3 separate regions of the Mus musculus genome follow, and all the other regions are linked to region 1. The links are chromatin contacts, called in public promoter capture Hi-C maps. All regions are on one chromosome and are shown on one strand. The core of a region is the stretch at or near the end of the contact, and the rest is flanking DNA. Distances in the headings are between cores, read along the strand shown. Region 1 overlaps Dst (dystonin). Region 2 overlaps Dst (dystonin). Region 3 overlaps Dst (dystonin).

Region 1 (4,475 bases), core at 1,205-3,704:
TTAAACAAACAAACAAACAAACAAAGTCTGATGGACTAGTGAGATGGCCCAGCGGGTAAAAGCTCTTCTTGATAAATCTGAAGACTTGACATTGGTACCTGGAGCCCACATGGTAGAAAGAACTGACTTTAAGTGGCTCCCTGACTTTAATAAGTGTTCCCTCTTCCAGTAAATAAAATAATGATTTTAAAATTGATAATTCTGTGTCAACAAGATGGAAATGAGGCTGTCATAGTGTGTATGTGGGGGGGGGGGCAAGACACAGAAATGCTTTCAGACAGGAGGGATATAGGCCAGGTGGGGATAAAAATTTTATCTAAGAGGTGCTATTTTGAAGAAAAAAGGAAGAAAGAAAGAAAGAAACAAACAAACAAACAAACTTGGCCACAGAGTATAGAAAATGGAGAAGAGAGCTCAGGTTAAACTTGAAGAAATCACAGCGTGAGACCTGGGGTGGTGGTTTGCGGAAGATGTTCTACCGTCCGGATGTGTTAGAAGGGTTCGTGAGCCGTCCTGTGTTCCATTCTGCTGCAGAGCAACCCTGAGATGTCAGGGAAGTAACAGCATAGAAGTGGCTGCTTCTCTGTCAGAGAGAAAGGTCCTTAAGAGGACGGGGGATGCAGGAGCAGGTCTTGCTATGGAAAGAGAGTAGAAATGTGTAAGGCAACAGAAAAGTGAATGGATGAAACCTCGGAAGAAAAATGGGAGCATAACGGGATGGTCAGCAGTCTGAAATGCTGCCAGAGACCGGAGAGAACGGTCCCCAGCTACTTACTGCAGGAAGAAGGAAATAACGGATGGGGATGTCGGTAAATGGGAATTAGAAGTAGAGCATATAGACTCTACATTTGAGGAACGTTAACGCAAAGGGTCATTTAAGAATGACGTGTTAAGTCAGCAACTGCTTGTGTTTCCACATCAGGGATTAGGGACAGGAGGACTGACAGCTTGAATATGGTTGTTTGGGTAAAATGTAAATGAAATAAAGCCTTTTTTGATGCTGTGCTGATTGTGGATTAAAACTCTTGGCTGTGCCCAGGGAAAGAGTGGTGACCGCCCTCACTCAGAGTGTTACAGCCTTTAGTTCCTGTATTCATTGTATGAATATGACAAAGTTTGTCACTTCTTACAGAAGTGGTAGGTTTTTAAAATACTGCTTTTGAGCATCACAAATTGGATCTGTTTTTCAGTCTGGCATTCAGAAGGTAGGAATTATATTCCTGTTGGTCTCACGTCATAAACCACTGTATTCGAGATCATGATGAGGTACAGTGTGCTGTCTGTTAAAGGATTCTTTAAAGTTAGCGTAACCAAGGGTGGTATATCCATCGGCAGTGGAGATACAGTTGGAAGTGTCTGAAGCAAAGTTTAGCATCTGTGCCAGGCCTGGCAGGGCATTGGAGAAGAAGGCTGTAAAAGTACCAGTTACCAGGCAGATGCAAAGGCTGAGCCATTTCTGGAAGGGAACAGGGCGTGTGACCTAACCATGGACAGTTGCTTAGTTTGGCAGGGCCGGAGGGAAGGGTGGAGGGTGTGCCAATCTCAGCCTGCTTCCCCACCCTGGCAGTACACACAGAAGCCATTCCACATTCAAACCGTGTTCCGTTGTCATTGCACATATTGAAAACTTAAGAACAAACAAACCCAAGACATTTTTCCCCCCTAGCCTTCATCTAGAACATCACTGGCTAATGTTTAATTTTCTTTCTAAATGATTAAGAAAACCCTTACAATACAGATATGTTACAGATGTCTGTAACATCAGTGTGTCAACCTGACCCTTGACTGGATAGCCCCTCCTCAGAGAAAGACTACCTCAGGAAAGGCAGGTACCGACTTTCCAGCTGACTTTGGCTTGTGTGACAATATCTTCCCTGTCACGCTGACTTCCTTTGCACCGTGTCTGTGACTCAGGGTTAGGAATACAAACAGCTCAGAGTATTGAGTCCATACTGATTCCTTAATTTCCCACCCTGACCCTGCTAAAGCTGTCTAATATTTAACCCAAGTGCAATCGCAGAGCATAAAGTTTAACTGCCCTAATGCATGTGTCAGAGTGAGCACACTTCCTTTAGCTAAGTGCTCCACCTTTAAATCCCTTCACGTAGTTCTTTGGTCATGTGACAATCCTGTCCTAGTGAGCAGATAATCAGAGATTTATGATTTGAGCACTGTCTCAAAGCCGTATTAAAAGACTAGCTTTAGACATAATTGAAGGTATTTTCGGCTTTCAATATTTATCTTCCCTTCATCCAATTGTTGAGTCCTATCTCTATGCTACTTTTTTCTGAGTTAGTCTTAACACTAGAGACTCACAAGCTTTTCATCTATTTGTGTGGGGGCCCTAAAATTAGGTGGCGTTTCCAGGGGTGGCTCCCTGAGCTTGACTGTGAAAGGCACTTTGAGACTGAACTTGAAGGACACTTTGCTAGCGAGTCTCCGGACTGTGTTTACTTTCTGTTTGCTTAGCTTCAGAGGTTAATGCAGCTGTCGATAGGGTGTGTGTGCATTTCAGAAGGCACAGTGTTAACTGGAGGGCCGTGGTCTCCGTAGTGAGCCTCGGGGTTTGCCGTGGAAGTTCACTGGTGTCTGATTTGACTGTGAGCAGTCATGTTTGTCTGAGAGGACTGGTGGCCAGGAATGAGCCACAGTGCCTAATAAGACACAGGACCGGCTGGCAGGAAGCCACAGCATTTCTTGCAAGTGGTTTTCTCATAAGCAACATGGCTTCGGGCTGAAGAGGATAGTCACACAGCCTGCTAGGAATTACAAGTCAGAGTGGCGTCTCGGGACTTGGTGGAGCGGGTCCCTGGAAGCCCCGGATTTTGAAATGAGTGAGTTCGTGGAGCCGTGAGTGCCCGTGAATCAAATGGGGAATGTCTGTGGCTGTGTGCGGGCTGAGAAAGAAGAGCCATATTTCGATCCTGCCAAAAGTCCCTTGAGTCCTGAAAAATACTCTCCCGGAAGAAAGTATTTCAGAAGAAAGCCTTGCCAAAAAGTTGTAGATGACACCGAGCCGGTGCGGCAAAGCAGTGAAAGAGAAGGCAAGAAGGGCGTCAGTCAGCCTGCTGGGGGACAGCCAGCTGTGTCCTCCGGAGAACTGCCGTGGGAGGACCCTGCCGCAAGCCCCACTAAGGAAGATGCTGTGCAGCTGGGGAAGAGGGCAGCCACAGAGCACGGTGACCAGAAACCTCTGCCCAGCTCTGTGGACGGCTACCCCCACCGAGTGACAGTTTCCTCTGCTCAGGGGAGATACTCAGAAGTCCAAGTTAGCATCCCAGACAAGATAATTTCAGAAGAAGATAGCCCTCCATATTGCCCAGAGACGGAGAGACACTTAGATGATGTCAACTCAAAACACAGAACATTCCTGAGAAAAGACAATGTTTCTCTTTCCCAAACGGCAGCCAGCTCAAGTCCCATTCTCTGTGTCACAGAGAAGTCCCTCAAAAACAGTGCACTTATGGGAAACCTCTCAAGAAGCTGTCACAGTGTCCTGGAACAGGACAGTGATGAGAGAGGTCACCCTTTCGGAGTACACCGTCTTCAGCTCACAAAAAGGAGGTGCCATTCCCTCTCTTCTGGTGTGTCCTCTGTCTCCAAGGATGCACCTAGGGATGATGGATGCCAGGTAAGCGACACTGGAGTAAGTGACTGCCCCTCCTCCCCCTCACACCAGACTCCAGTGTAGCGGCTTCTCAAAAATGCCATCTGCATGTTAGCCTGTGTCAAAGTTAAAGGGTTTTCAGAGGTCAACACGGTGACTTTATCTTGCGTGTTACCCATATTTCTTACCCTCAGTTTAAATAGCACCTACATTTTACCATTGTGTAACTTGGGAAAGCTCTGGCTCAGCAGGACACTTAAGCTTGATGTCTTTCACTCATGGCTCTTGATTTTTTTCTTTTGTAATAGTCTATAGAAACTTAGCTCTGTGATAGGTAAAAGTTAAATAAGAAAACACTTGAATACCTCAGTGTAGATAGCAGAGAGGATTTTGATGTTCCCAACATATACAAAAAAAAAAAAAAAAAAAAAGAAAGAAAGAAAGAAAGAAAGAAAGAAGACAAACATTTGATACTATAGATTGCCTAAAATGCCCATTTGATTATTGCCAGTTATACACATCATACACTGTAGTCCCCAAATAGGTTCAATCACCCTGCCAATAAAAATAAGAAGTATTGTTTAAAAAGGACTATGTAGTGACCCTGTAGCACACAGTACAGTCCTCCACATTCTGACTTCTGTTCTATAGTCCAAGAGGCCAAATTCCAGCTCTCTCTATCAGTTGTCATGCACATAATTACTTTCCATCTTCTGTGTGCTGAGGGCAGAGGCAAACATTAGCTTGCCCAAATATCATGACCCCTGTTTGACATCAGAAATTGTTGGGCCAGCATGTCATTGGGACTGGGATGTGACTCAGGCTGCCAGGAAGTTGGGCTCTTTTTCCCTGACACTGATAATTTACC
Region 2 (4,475 bases), core at 1,446-3,945, 170 kb after region 1:
TACCCGACTTCCCCAGTTTTTCCTTGCTGTGATTTTTGGCCTGGCTTCAGAAAAATGTATTTTATTTTAAAATGTTCTCTGCATGCCTCTTCTTCAGCTGTGGTATCCTGACCATGCTTGGTCTTTTTAAGCTGCTATTTAAACTTATTTTAAAGATTTATTTATTTATTTATTTATTTATTTATTTAATGTATATATGAGTGCAATTATAGCTGTCTTCAGACACACCAGAAGAGGGCGTCAGATCCCATTACAGATGGTTGTGAGCCACCATGTGGTTGCTGGGAATTGAACTCAGGACTTTCGGGAGAGGAGCCAGTGCTCTTAACCTCTGAGCCATCTCTCCAGCCCTATTTAAACTTTTAAAACATATTTGCATATTTCCTTTCCTGTTTGTTGCCGTCCTATGAACAGAATTATACTTAACACTAACAGAAAAATCAAAGAACAAAGAGCGTGCTGGAGTTGTGTCTCGGCTGGTAGGACGCTGACTTAGTTCTTGCAGAGTCCTGGGTTTGATCCCCAGCTCTGCCCATACCCAGTGTGGTAGCTCACTCCTTTATTTCGGGCACCGGGGAAGCAGAGGCAGGAGTGGGAGTTCAAGGTTATCTTTGAGCCATGAGATCCTTATTCAAATAAGGAAATTAAAGAACATTGGTCAGGCCCACAATGCTTTGCTTCTATTGATGTTCTTGTGGTGAATTCAGACATCTCCGAATAAGTTGACTGCATAGGTATGTACTTTATAGACATTTACAACCCAATGCGCTTTCCAGATGTTTGACACAGAAAACATCATCAAATATGAATTATTCATTAAGGATTAGTAATGTAGTTGCAAGACTCCAAAAGTTTAACTATACAAAGAACTTTGGAAAGTCCTCTGGAACTGTTGACTAGTCCTGTCACGGGTGACTATGTAGATATCTTCCATTCTGTGTGTATTGATAGTACGTATGTTGTCTGTCTGTAGTCACCTACCATTGAAACACAGTCAGTCTGAAACCTGTCACCTGTTCGCCACACTCTGGCTGGATTGTTCTGGATAAACTCCCTTTGTGGGATGATTTGTGTATAAGCTTGAGTAATTCTATTGTAGACAGAACACTCGTTGTCTGAATATCTAGTCTTATACACAGACACTTAGATTGATGATGAAGAGCCCTCGGCTCAATGCCACTTGTAAGAGTGGCCTGAGGAAGCCATTCTCTTAAATGGCACATTACTCTTAAATCTGCCTAAATTGAGAAGACAAGGTCAGAGGTCCCAAAAGGTTTCCAATGAGATGACTCTAAACTGTGAAGTCACGGGTTGGTTCTTAAGGTGCTTCGGGGAATGGCTTATTATAGAGAAAAGGACCACATGACTCTCTTAGATTCGTTGGTCTTTCCGGACCCAGTAACGTGCACCAGGCTTGTTCAGTCCTGGCTCTGTAGCTTGTCTCTCAGAATGGTAGGTAATCAGCCACACTGACTGTGAGGGTCTGGTATTCTCTACTGCATGACTCAAAAGAAAGGGAATTTAATGTACTGTGTGTGTGTCTGTGTGTGTGTCTGTCTGTCAGGGGTGTGTGTCTGTCTATCTGTCAAGGGTATGTGTGTGTGTCAGGGGTGTGTGTAATTGAAATTGAGAAGGCCGATCACTATTATTTAAATCTAATATACTTATATATTTATATTGTAATCTTATATATTTCATTTTTTAATCCTAAATTAAATATTACTGAATATAAACAAAATCTATTCAAAACAGTGTTAAGTCCTTAAAGAGGAACCATGAGCTAGACTCAGTCAAAAGTATAGTCATTCAGATCTGTGGTCCTCAGATGTATGTATGTGGTGTCTTATATACATCCATCTCTCATGACAACGCACTTGGCTATTTAGGTTCTGTACTGAAAAGTAACCTGTGATGAAGGTCAGTATGGTTTCTCCAGGTCTTCCAGAAAGAGCTGGGGAAGAGGACCAGCAGCGTGCAGGCCCTGAAGCGCTCTGCCAGGGAACTCATCGAAGGCAGCCGAGATGACTCCTCCTGGGTCAGGGTCCAGATGCAGGAGCTAAGCACCCGCTGGGAGACCGTGTGTGCACTCTCCATATCAAAGCAGACGCGGCTAGAGTCAGCCCTGCAACAGGTAAAGTCCACATTACTGAGAGCTCAGTATAGCTGGTGAAGCCCTGCAGTCACAGCAAGGACAGCTCAGGTGGACTAGCGGGGCCAGTCCTCACCCTCATCTTAGACAGTTGTCAAGGAGGTCTCGTCTGTCTCATAACTGTCTGGACCCTTCTTCATGCTTCTCTGGAGAATTCCAAGTACTTAGCAGCAAGTACTTAGCAGGGGTATTTACTAATCTCTGCTTAGTACTGCTTGAATAAGTCACTTGGGAGTCCGACTGGCTGCCTCACACTGAACACTAGGCTGCAAGAACGATGAACTAGGCTTCCTGTGGGCTCCTTGGTATCTTACATCTCTCCTTATATTTTGAAAAGAAAAAAAAAATACCCCTGTCTTCTTAATAGGAGTAATGTGCATAATTAATTCACACTAAGACTTTTTCACTGGGAGGGGCCATGTGTGGTTCTGTAACGGTCATTAACGGGTATCCCGTGAAATCCTGTTTTCTGCGTGTGTGCTAACTGTTAGGCAGAGGAATTCCACTCTGTGGTCCACACCCTCTTGGAGTGGCTGGCAGAAGCAGAGCAAACCCTGCGTTTCCATGGTGCTCTCCCAGATGATGAGGATGCTCTCCGGACTCTCATTGAGCAACATAAAGTGAGTAACTTCCAGTACAAAACGGGAAACTGAAAAGGGAGAGAGAAGAAGCCCGTGACTGATTGTCGCGAGTATGAGACTGTCTCCCTCCTCCCTGCTTACACACCTGGATAGGCAGCTGTACTTTTTTTTTTTTTATAGTTTTTTTTTAATTAGTTATTTATTTCATTTGCATTTCCAATGCTATCCCAAAAGTCCCCCCCACACGCCCCACCACCCACTCCCCCACCCACCCACTCCCGCTTCTTGGCCCTTAAGATTCCCTTATGAAAGAAAAGTAGTCATTGGAGAACTAGGCTCTCTGCTTTGTGTCTCTGGGCCGCACGATGACCTTCGTAGAGGATCATCCGGTTTCTGACCAGAGTGAGCCCCTTCTGTCGCAATCGTATGTGTACTTCAAGGATGAAACTTCCAAAAGGAGCAGCTTGGCATTTACAGGATATCCCACTAGAACTGTGTCTTAATAGTTTTTACATCTGCATGCAAAGTAAGCAACTCATTTAAAGCCTAAACTATAACTCTGCAGCCCCTTTCTCTCTGGGCCTTGTCTTATTCACTTGGCGAGCTTGTGTGTGGCGTGGACCACCATGTGCTTGGGGGGTGGGGGGGTCCAGAAGGCAACGCACAGATGTGTGCCCATGCCTTCTGATGCGTGGATCCTGGGACTCAAACTCAAGCCTTCAGACCCAAGGCACCCCATTCCATTCACTGAGTGGTCTCTCCCGGCCCACTTCTCATTTTTAATCAAGAACCTTATAAAAAATTATTGTAATGAGCTACCCTATAATATAGATTATAAATTTAAAGCATTGGTTTCATAGTGTTGAATGGCTAAGGGGATGGGGGGGGGGGCATGACCTCAGGTCACCAAAGCAAGCTAAGCTCTTTTCTCTAGCAATGCTTGAAACTTGGCCAAAACCACACAAAACTGAAACATGTAACAGATGTTTCTTAACCTTTGACTGGGAACGTCAGATATTCACAGTGCTTACCCCGCCCCCCCCCCCCCAATGCAGTATTGATGTCCGCACATTTCTGATTCACTTGAAAGATTTTTTTTTAAACACCATTTTTTTAAATAACCTTGCCCTTCAAGGTCACGCTGGAAGTCCCTCATTCTGCTGTAGCGTGTGTTACATCATCTGCTTCTGACTTTCATTGCTGCCCTTCCTCAGAGATTGGTTGAGTATAGCAAGGAAACGTTGCCTCCCTGTTGATAGTGGTGCAGGCTTGCCCGGCATGGCCTGGAGGACCAAAGTGCTTTGTACACTGTTTACTACCCGTGAGGCGAGACTGTAAGAGTAGGGAAAGTGTCAGGCTCATGGTGAATCTTAGAATCAGCTCAGTACTTAGAAGTCGAGCTTATACCACTGCGGGCTGGCAGCCGGCCAGCATTAGACCCTACACCAGACTGAAGTCCTACCTCATTTCTGTAACACAACATGAAGTGAATGTCACAGCAAGGGCCGACAGCTAACGGAAGTGTCTGCTCCGCCCGCTGCAGGAGTTCATGAAGAGACTGGAAGAGAAAAGGGCAGAACTAAGTAAGGCCACCGGTATGGGGGACGCTCTTCTGGCCGTCTGCCACCCTGACTCCATTACCACCATTAAGCACTGGATCACGATCATCCAGGCCAGGTTTGAAGAGGTCAGTGCGTCTGACGTCATCTGGGGTAGGGGCGACTGTGCAGGGGGCGGGGAAACGG
Region 3 (4,475 bases), core at 929-3,428, 130 kb after region 1:
CCAAGTACAGTGGCCGGTGGGGGGGCGGGGCCTGCTGGAAACCAGCTGTAAGGTGACCCTTCAGACACATGTGTCACCTAAGGGGGTGATCTGTGAGGATTCCAAATGCAGTGGCCATGGGGGGCGGGGTCTGGTGGAAGCCAGCAGTAAGGTGACCATTCACACAGGGCATACTGTTCCCTTTAAGACAGGTGACTAGAATGTAGTTTCCTGCCCAAGGTAGAATAACAAAGAAGGGAAAGGGGAAAAGGAAGATGACCACTGTATCAGAGGCAGGTAATTTGGCTGGAAAAACATTTCTGTCAGAGATAGGTAGTGTGGGGACTTTCCTGGCAATACCTAAAAAGCACACTGCCTCTCAGAGCATTCATCCCAACGTGTCGGCCGCTGATCCCATGAGTTGGGGAGGCTGTAGTCTCTCACAACACCAGCATGTCCTCACCGCAGGCCGTGTTCCTGTTGGCGTGTGACAGGCCTTGTTGCTTGACTTCTGTTAGCCGATGACTTAACATGTTAGCTGGTTTGAGTTTGTTTCTCCAAAGAGCAAATATTTATTTTCTATTTCAAAGAGAAACTCCTGCCATGTTGACAAATGAACTGTCTCCTAAACTTCTCTGGAAACACTTTTGATTTTTTTTTTTCAAAACATCTTTTAATAATGGACATTCGTTTAGCTCAGATGTAACTAACCAGGCCAAGCACAGCCTTGTCAACCAGCAAAGAACCCCCACCCCCTCCCCCTCTCCCACCCTGAGAACAGAGCAGAGGGAGACCCTGCCCCGGCGTTTACCCATGCGTTTATATGTTCTCAAGGAACTGAAAAACGAAGTCAGGAGCAACAAAGCCTTAGTGGATTCTCTCAATGAAGTGAGCAGTGCCTTGTTGGAACTGGTGCCCTGGAGGGCCAGGGAAGGGCTCGAGAAGACGATTGCCGAGGACAATGAACGCTACCGACTGGTGAGCGACACAATCACGCAGAAAGTGGAGGAGATCGACGCTGCCATTCTGAGGTCTCAGCAGGTAGGACCGGCGCCTTGTTGCCGAGGTGCACTCAAGCTGCCCAGGGTCTTTACCTGAACAAACGTGTCTTGCTGCTGGATTCCCACTCCAGTTGCTGTGCTTCTGAAACGAACGTGGGGGTTTCAGTAGACTTTCGCCGGGCTATGTCTGAGCACCAGGGCTCTACTAATCTACACACGGTTAGCAGGCACCTGCACCCATTACGTCACAGGCAGCACCTGCCACACAGGGAAAGCCTCGTTTTCCAAACAGAATGCTCTGTGTCTACGTACATGCGTGCCGCTCACACTAGTCTTATGCCTAGACTGATGTATCTGTGAGCAGTCTGAATTCGTATACAGGTTGGTATCTACTGTCCCATGGTCATACTTCTGTATGCAAAGAGAAAGTCTCTGTTTTTAAAAAGGAGTTTTCTTGGTTGATGTAGAGTTTTTTCCAAAGATGACTAAAGGGGGAAAAAATTATAGTTTCTGACCTGCCTGTGGCTCGCACGGTTTCTACTCCAAAGTTTCAGAGAATTCTGCTGTTAGCCACAACCCTGTGGAAAATGGTGAGCGGCGAAGACAGTCCCTGGAATGGAAAGTTTAACTTCTATCCTTGTGGATATTTACATTTAAGTTGTGAGGCTCTCGTTGCAAACTCTGCAGGGGGTCATACGGGTTTGTAGGATACCTCCAGCAGGAGATGTGCGACCGACCTCTTCAGTCACACCAGGCAAAAGCAAGAACCACACACAGACTATGGGAGGGAGTCTCCGAAGCTGGGTTTCTAGCATTGTGTAATCGTAATTTGTAGGTTCTAAAGCCTCATGCCCTGCCCGTCGTTTAATATACCAGTCAAGGGTCACAGAGGCTGGTGGGAGACCAGGATAGCTCCCTGCTATCATTTCTCCCTGCTCACATTTCTGTGAGGCGCATTCATGCCCGAGGAATGTGTTTGCCTGCCTGTTTTACAGTTTGCAGGAATCTGTGTGCTTCGTTGTTGTAGCAAAGTGGGTTTGTTTATTCGTGAAGTTGATTCAGCTATTTTAAAATACCGGATTTTTTTTTTCATGAAAATTTATTTGAACATTTAGGGGCTGGCACCCAAGCCTTCTCTGAGTAACAAGACAAATATTGTGTCCTTTGGGAGCAGGGTTTTCTCGAGCACTTAACAGTGCTCAGTTAGCTGAATGATGTAAGACAGACACAGACTGAATGACGGGTTGAGTTCACATTGCTTAGCACACACTGGAGCTTGCCCAGTCACTAGCTACAGATCAGCTACCATAAGAAATGTTTGCAAGTGTTTCCCAAAGGTTTGGTTTTAAATTAATCAGGTTAATGTCATAGTTCTTGAACCTAAAATATCAAAATGTGCCCTTAGAGAAAACAATATTGGCCAGGCATGATGGTCTAGATCTTTCATGCCAGCACTCCAGAGGCAGACAGATGGATCCCTTCCTGGTTTTTATATGGATTTAAACTTGATTTTATTTGCCTGTATCCATTTTCAGTGTGGCAGCAACAACTGGGGGTGTAGGACTAGGGGGAGATAAAGCCCCACGTCCCCTTGGGCTCTAGGGCATGTGCCTCATTTTCATTCGGTGGGGCTGGCCATTCCAGCTCTCTGCACAGCCTCTCCTGATGGCACAGTGAGGGAGGCCATGATGGTCTAATTAATACTGGGTGTCAAGGAGGAGACCCTGAGTCCTCACTGTGTCTGTTAGTTATGATGCCAGTAAGATACAGCAAAGGAAAAGTGCGTCGGCATTGTTACTACGAGGCAGGCTGAGGTATGGACTCCACATCACTCTCCGTTTACACTGTAGGATGACTCTTAGCTTTGGGACAGTGGGAATAAAACTTTGTACCCTGCTTAACATCATCACCACGGAAGGGACATGGTCACAGACTCAAGGGTGAAACCCTAGGCTCCTCATGCCGCCTCTCTTGGCATGAGTGCGGTGGCTTGAATGTGATTGGCTTGGAGTGGGTATTGTATGTTAATTGCCTCATTAGGCTGCCCCGTCCCATGTTCTTTGGCTAGAGAGAACAGGATTCTCCCGGGCCTGTGTCTGCACCCATTGGTGTGTAAGGGTAGTCTGTCCATTCTGTACCTAACCTTGGATAGGTGAGGCTCTAAGAAATAGCAGAGAACGTATCACCCTTGGGGTGTTGATCCTCAGGACACAAGGTTCAAAGCACTCTGCCTGGCTCTAGACGCTGCAGCTGTGTGACCATATGCCATGCTTGGGGATTCTAGATGTACTTCTGTTGGAATGAGGAAACTTGGTCTGTTCTGTCTTCTCGAGTGTTTACATTGTGTTAATGTAGAGTCCTTTTTTATTGGTTATTTTATTTATTTACATATAAATGTTATTGCCTTTCCTGCCTTCCCCTCCACAAACCCTCTATCCCATGCACCCTTCCCCTACTTCTCTGAGGGTGCTTACCCACCCACTCCCGCCTCCCCACCCTGACATTTCCCTATGTAGAGTCTTTAAAGTAGAATTACTTTATAACTTATTTTTGAGCCCTGCCCATCTCTTTTCCTACCTAATTACTCTCCCCTACTCCCACCTGGATTTCCAGCAGGGCAGTCACAAAATTACCAACAGTATTAACTCCGGCTTTTACTTTCCCCTGACTACTCTGGGCTTTAACATCCTCTACCAGGCTATGAATTGCTGGTACACTAAGGAAGAGAAACTCAGACATCTGTGAATGACCACGAGTACATTCAAAGTCCGGGGTTCCATGGGGCGTTTACATGTTGTGCACGAGTTGTCTGAGCACATTCTTCACACATGGGTACAGATATGTACACACACATTGAGACATAAACCCCTACAATAAGGAAATGGTAGTGTTTCATTATTTTATCACGGAACCATGTGCTTGGACGGCACAGCACTCCCTGCCCTTCCGAGAATTGACGTCACAGGGAAAAAGTTATTTAAAATGGTATCTACTGTCAGGTTTTCTGGCAGTTAATGTTTGGGATGTAAGATGCCTGAAAAGGCCGCCATGGCACCTGCCATCCTTACATCCTAACTGCGATGTCACGGTATGGCAGAGCTACGAGCTTGTGGACAGAGTTCTCTTAAGATGCTATGGAAAGAGAAACTGAGAGTCTCCAATTAGGAAGCAGGTATTTAGAAGTCACACAAATAGGTAATATTTCTGGCACCAGCCACAGGAACCTGCTAACCTAATTATTATCTTTTGTTTAGTTTGAGCAAGCAGCAGATGCCGAGTTATCCTGGATCACTGAAACACAGAAGAAATTAATGTCTCTGGGTGACATCAGACTTGAGCAAGACCAGACCTCTGCTCAGCTGCAGGTTCAGAAGGTGAAGAAATGCACTTTCAGTCTCTGTCTGCGTTACGTGTCGCCAGGCTCCAAGTCTAGAAAACATATCCATGTGGTTTTGCTTTCCAAGACCCTGTCCGTATAACTTGCTATTTTCAACT

Evidence for each region. Capture Hi-C pulls out chosen DNA fragments and counts their contacts.
Region 2: a promoter capture Hi-C map of adipose tissue shows a contact between it and region 1. The contact joins two enhancer-like sites. A contact is called at or near these places in 2 of 115 datasets of contacts at active chromatin or transcription factors (embryonic stem cells and microglia) and 3 of 9 other capture datasets (adipose tissue, liver and pancreatic islet).
Region 3: a contact with region 1 is called in a promoter capture Hi-C map of adipose tissue. The contact joins two enhancer-like sites. A contact is called at or near these places in 3 of 9 other capture datasets (adipose tissue, liver and pancreatic islet).

Annotation. Positions count from the first base shown.
Region 1 is chr1:34,118,762-34,123,236 of GRCm38.p6, forward strand. The region is part of intron 8 of Dst (dystonin); the gene reads left to right. It overlaps Gm51742 (a long non-coding RNA gene), which reads right to left. Exons shown (of 3, transcript XR_003948640.1): 3 at 3,878-4,475. Among named protein-coding and RNA genes, the nearest start is that of Mir6896, 3.6 kb to the left of the region's middle. Within about 2 kb of position 2,455, at least 141 of the 459 cell types and tissues checked have an H3K27ac peak or open chromatin away from gene starts, as enhancers often do. A contact at or near this core is called in adipose tissue, where this site is marked.
Region 2 is chr1:34,285,251-34,289,725 of GRCm38.p6, forward strand. It overlaps Dst (dystonin), which reads left to right. Exons shown (of 103, transcript NM_001276764.1): 88 at 1,937-2,131; 89 at 2,641-2,769; 90 at 4,274-4,417. Among named protein-coding and RNA genes, the nearest start is that of Gm26788, 110 kb to the left of the region's middle. Within about 2 kb of position 2,696, at least 9 of the 459 cell types and tissues checked have an H3K27ac peak or open chromatin away from gene starts, as enhancers often do. A contact at or near this core is called in adipose tissue, where this site is marked.
Region 3 is chr1:34,251,998-34,256,472 of GRCm38.p6, forward strand. Dst (dystonin) reads left to right here. Exons shown (of 103, transcript NM_001276764.1): 68 at 814-1,020; 69 at 4,235-4,354. Among named protein-coding and RNA genes, the nearest start is that of Gm26788, 76 kb to the left of the region's middle. Within about 2 kb of position 2,179, at least 33 of the 459 cell types and tissues checked have an H3K27ac peak or open chromatin away from gene starts, as enhancers often do. A contact at or near this core is called in adipose tissue, where this site is marked.